Regions from separate parts of the Mus musculus genome. Here region 1 is linked to region 2. Evidence: chromatin contacts called from public HiChIP or PLAC-seq data. All regions are on one chromosome and are shown on one strand. Each heading gives the region's core, a stretch centred on a gene start, on an enhancer-like site or on the middle of the called end of the contact. The rest is flanking DNA. Distances are from core to core; before and after follow the strand shown.

Region 1 (2,700 bases), core at 163-2,662, 310 kb after region 2:
TATGCTATGGAGAACTGGTCATGACAGCTATGGAGTTAGAGATTTCTACTGTAATAATTAAGACATTCTAAATCAACTGTGGTGGTGGTGTGTATAACAATGGATACACTGAAAGTCTTTGGATTGTGTACTTTGACATACTGAAACACACAAAGACAAGCAAAACATCAAAGGCATGTTTCTTCTGAGCTTGAGAGGTCAATGCTAAGTGAAACCATTATCCTGAGAAGCCTTAAAAAACCATAGAGGGAGGAAAAAATAGGTTATACTAAAGTTTTGGCCCCAGTCAGTAACTTTTAAAATAGTCTCCCCGAGTAAAAGCATTCTAGAAAAGTCAGGGCCAGGATGGGGTGAGAGGTGTTCCCCACTGGAGGAGTTACCCAAGAACTGTACTTACACATAACAGGACACCCTTCAGCAATGAAGAGCCAATACCCAACAACTCAGATGGGCCAACACCAGCAACCCAGACAAATGTCGGATACATTGTGCTGAGTGAAGGGAACCAGACGGTACAAACACCTGATTCCTTGGGTAGGAAGACCCAGGAAAGGCAGCTGGAAGGGAAGGTCACCAGCTTAGAAGGGCGCGGGGAGTCTGGGGTGGGGGGAGGGGCTGATTATAGAGAAGGGATAGAACTTTTTGAATCGATGGGAATTTTATGCCTAGATTTTTGTGGCTTTTGAAAACTAAATAATAAAAATAGTGAACTGATCTGTTTGCCAATGGAAAACTAAAACATCCGGGGAAAGGACACGAAGAGCATACGTAGATGTTCCCGTGGAAGATGTCTGCTCAAGGAATGGGGCTGTGGCATCAACACTCTGACCCTCAGGTGACTCACGGGCCACAGGGACTTCCCCAATGCTTAAGCGATCTAAGCTTGTCAACCTCCAAAGCCAAGACTGGGCATGGGTCTTACAGCTGCTATCTTTACCTTCCTCTCTCTTTCTTCCCCGACCCCCTCATCCTTGTGTGCTCCGGCACCTCCCTACTTGTTAAGGGCTCTGGGCTCTCCCTGTGCTAGATCGAGTCTTGAGCAGAGCGGGACCTTCTTTACCTTAGCCGGCTCCTTGGTATGCTTACTTTCCCACTGTTAAGCCTGATGTGAGCTAGGCCCCGCAATCCCACATTTCTGATTCATAACCTTCCCAAAGAGACTCAGCCCAGAGCAGGCATGTTCTGTGGCTGTCAAAATTGCCATTTGTCCATTTAGAGTGGAAAGGTAGATTTCCTACACGGCTCTGGGACAATCGCAGGTTCCCCTCCTTCATGGGCCAGCCTTTGGAAATCACACCAGCTCTCTGGCCCGGCGGTCTTCTGGTCCTCGGCTTCTTTGCTGCTCTCCTCCTCTCCTCTGTGGCCCTCATTTGTCATCTCCCTTAGCACACAGGCCTTATTGTCTGTGCTCCATGGTGACTCAGGGCTAGCGTCTGTTACTGGGCTAATTAATGGCCTGGCCACGTGCACGGAAGGTTTTTCCAGGGAGGGACATGCCAGCTCTTTCTGGTGCTCTGGGCTCCAGGCTGCAGCACCCCAGCCCTGGCTGCACGTGGGAAGTCGGCCTGGGCCTTCTTCCTGCTTCAGCTCTTTCTCCTTGCTTCTCCGGGAGCAGGGAAACAATTTCCTCTTTTCATAGCAACTCAGTGGCAGGCAGATTAATGAACCTGAGCCCAGCACCGAGGCCCCAGCGTGCCAAGAATGTCTGCGGTGCATTCAGGGGTCCCAGTGGCAGGCTGCAGGAGGGACAATCGGTGACAACAAAAGACACAGGGCTGCGCAGTCAAGTTCCCAGCAGCGGCTGCTGCTGCTCCTTCCGACCCCAAGTTCCACTGCGGAAATGATCCTTCACCTCCCGCTCCTCCGGAGCCCAGTATATGGCACTCCACACTCAGAGAGCCTCAGCTTCCCAGGCGCTAGCTCTCAGGCTTCACTTCACTGTTGGGAGCAGAAAGCCAGTCCAGCCATATCCATTGGCCATGCTGTAAACACCCTGCCTATGGTGTGCCCCAGTAAGGTCTTGGGTGGAGCTGTGATGGATGGAAGGACAGCTGCTGAGGCCCACTTGTAACAGGCATGCTGCTGGTGAGCAGCTGCCATATGCTCTGTTGTAAGACTGTGAGGCCCAGACGTGAGCCAGTTGGGTGGTTTTAGGTGTGTCCCTGTCCAGGTCCTGGTCCCGGTCCCGTCCCCCGTCCCCCTCCCCTGCCCCGTCCCCCATCTCCCTCCCCTCCCCCTCCCCTGCCTCTCCCTCTCTGTCCCTCTCTCCCTCTCTGTCCCACTCTCCCTCTCCATCCCCTTCTCCCTCTCCTTCCACCTCTTCCTTCCCCCTCTCTCTCCCTTCCCCCTCCCCCTTTCTCTTCCCCTCCAACCCCCCCCCCACCTCTCTCTCCTTCCTTTCCATGGTAGTTCTTTACAAACTGCAATACAGTACTTACTTCACTAAATGAGAAACAGACAGTCCTGTGTGGGCCTAGGAGAACTTTGCTTTGGAAACACAAAGCAAAAAATGAGCCCCCAGAAAAGGAGGTTTGCAAGCAGCCTCAAAACGAGGACAATGAAGTAGTCAATAACCACATTGGGCACCAGATGCTGCCTGTGCCCTGGACCACCCGATGCCCAACCCTACTTGCACTTGGGAGTTGGAAGTAAGGTGGCTCAGAATCAACAGACTTCAGGAACAGATGAGAAATGCCACAG
Region 2 (2,700 bases), core at 184-2,683:
ACAATAGGAAAGGAAACACACCAGTCTAAAAAGACAAATAGCTCCTTTATACACGGAAGCTGAGACAAAGGCACTCCAGGAAGTAGAGATCCCAAAGAGGGAAAGAGTTGCAAGTGGGCAGGACTGTGAGAGTGGGCGGGACCGTGAGAGGGGGCGGAGCCAGTGAGAGAGGGCGGGGCAGTGAGAGTGGGCAGGAACCTGAGAGTGGGCCCTGACAGTGCTCAGAGAGTTGAACCTGACACAGGGCTGCAGGAACAAGTGCTGTACAGCAAGGTGGCACATATTAAAGGCAAAACATCTCGTGTTTCTTTACATTTTGCATTTCATTATTTTTTGGGGGGACTGGTGGGTGTTTTCCATGAAGCACATGTGGAGCACATCAGAGGATAACTTGTAGCAATCAGTTCTCTTCTTCCGCCATGTGCGTTCCAAGAATTGAGCCAGAGAGGCAGGCTTGCAGCAAGTGTCTTTCCCCGCTAAGTCACCACACTGGCCTCTGTATAATGTATTCCAAAATAACTAATGAGATTATAAGTAGCCTCATTACGAAGGAAGGACAAATAGTGGCTGAGAGTGACATATCAAGCAGATTTAACTAATCATTTTGTGTACACTTCACAATGTACATGTTTGAGTTCACACAGCCCTGGGGTTGCCAAGCAGGTTCCGGTCAGCCCTACTAAAAACACCGTATCAGATTATACAGATTTGTAATACAAAACAATTTGTCACTTAAAAAATAATAAAATAGGAAGGAAGTGGCACAGAGGAAGAAAGAGAGGGAGGGCAGAGCCTGGAGGGCTGATCAGCATTGTGGTCACTTCTGGGCCAGGCCAGCGCTGAGATTGATCCGTGGTTAGAGTCAAGCCTGTGGGGGTGGAATTTGTCCCCATCTTGATAAGAAAAGCATTGTGGAAGTCTGACTTTTCTGGCCAATTCTCCACCATGGGAACAGATCCTGAGACCAGTGGGAGGGTACAGCGGTGTCCTGGGGGCCTAAACCCACAGTGAACATCTCTTCTGTGTCCCTTCACCCAGGCTCATTGCTCCCCGAAGCCTGACTCAGCCTCTGAGGCCGTGTGATCTAGGAGGGCCCCTGAGTACAGCTGTGGAGGTTCGGTGGCGGCGAGCCCTGGGCTGGAATGTCAGCCGCGGTGTGAAGAAGGGCCAGAAGCGACATCAGTGCCCATGGCAATGCCTCTCCTGGCATCGCTGGGTTTGCGACAAAGTCTGGCTCAGCCCTGGCTCCCTTTCCTTCCTCAGCTCAGAGTCATCCTTGAGCGCCTGTGCTCTTTCCCACTGACCTCCTCTTCGGTCTCAATGTGTGGTTATCTGCAACCACAGAACAAATCGCACCAACACTTAAGGGCTTAATACGATGATGACACCGTTTTGTTTGCAGATCTTCGACTTGGACCTGGCTGTTCCCCTTGGCACCTGTTGCAGTGCCTCAAAGGCTGGAGTCACCCGAAGCAGCTCTCTTTGTCAGTTCTGTCAGTAGCTGGAGAATCTCCACGCAGCAGTGAGACTGCCTCCCAGCACAGAGGCCTGGCTGTAAGAAAACGAGAAAGAAGGGATGCGTGCTTAGCATGATGTCTGCTGTGGTCACAGGCTTGCCTACATGGAAAGGAAGAAAGCATGGCCCTCTACCTGTTCATAGATGAGTATAACGTTATCTATATAAGAAAAGCCACAAGGTGGCTCACACCAGGCAGCCATCTTTGAAAAATGAAACCTGCCACACACAGCTGCTTTCGCCAGTCACTGGACCTTCGCTCATTCTGTTTCTGCTACCTGGAACAGTTTTTCTTGTCTTCCTTTAGCGGAAACTTCCCCAGTTCCACACTTCTCAGCTGAGTCGTTTTATCCGTGAAGAGTTCCCTTAACTCCATGATCAGACCATTTCCCCTTAGCTAATAGTTTCTGAGGCTTCCTCAAAGCTCAAAAGATACGTTTTATACATGTAAATAATGTCTGCAGCCGACTTGTGCTCTCCCTCTCTTCTGAATATTTTTTAAATTACGTGATTATGTGTGTTTGTTTGCCTAGGTGTGAGTTTATGTGTTGCAGCCTGAGAAGAGCAGAGGTGGTCGGATCCCCAGAGCGTGGGTTGCTACAGTGGAGTCACCTGATACAGGTGCTCAGAACTGAGTTCAGGTCCTCTGCAAGAACAGTAAGTGCTCTGGACTGCTGAGCTTTCTCCAGCCCCAGCTCTATGTTCTTTTCTTCATACATATACATACACCAAACCCAGCTCCCCGTGACAGAGCCATCTCTCTAGCTCCCACCCAGGTTCGTTTTTCCACAGAATTATATGAGACCTACTGTGTATCAGTTCCTACCATATGTCAGCACTGTGGATGCTGCTAGGCAGAACCAAACATAATTCACTGTCTATGGGAGACTTACTATCTAAAAGAGACAACAGTGTGTGCGTGTGTGTATATTTGTGTGTGAATGTGTATGTGGCTGTATGTGATTGTATGTATATATGTGTTTGTGTGTGTGTATATATATATATGTATGTATTTGTGTGTGAAGTGTATGTGACTGTATGTGATTGTATGTATGTATATTGGTGTGTGAATGTGTATATGGTGATTGTTCATATGTACATGTATGTATATGTATTTGTGTGTGAGAGTCTGTGTGGGTATGGTGTGTGTTAGTGTGTCTGTGTGTGAAAGAGCAAAGAGCTGT

Evidence for each region. HiChIP or PLAC-seq counts read pairs in DNA pulled down with a chosen protein or histone mark.
Region 1: a FOXA1 HiChIP or PLAC-seq map of pancreatic cancer cells shows a contact between it and region 2. The contact joins two enhancer-like sites. A contact is called at or near these places in 1 of 15 datasets of contacts at CTCF or cohesin (the NIH/3T3 cell line), 2 of 484 Hi-C or Micro-C datasets (nephron progenitors and stem cell-derived neural stem cells) and 1 of 115 datasets of contacts at active chromatin or transcription factors (pancreatic cancer cells).

Annotation. Positions count from the first base shown.
Region 1 is chr19:56,028,124-56,030,823 of GRCm38.p6, forward strand. No RefSeq gene overlaps it. Among named protein-coding and RNA genes, the nearest start is that of Gm4470, 49 kb to the right of the region's middle. Within about 2 kb of position 1,413, at least 117 of the 459 cell types and tissues checked have an H3K27ac peak or open chromatin away from gene starts, as enhancers often do. A contact at or near this core is called in pancreatic cancer cells, where this site is marked.
Region 2 is chr19:55,719,123-55,721,822 of GRCm38.p6, forward strand. No RefSeq gene overlaps it. Among named protein-coding and RNA genes, the nearest start is that of 4930552P12Rik, 18 kb to the left of the region's middle. Within about 2 kb of position 1,434, at least 19 of the 459 cell types and tissues checked have an H3K27ac peak or open chromatin away from gene starts, as enhancers often do. A contact at or near this core is called in pancreatic cancer cells, where this site is marked.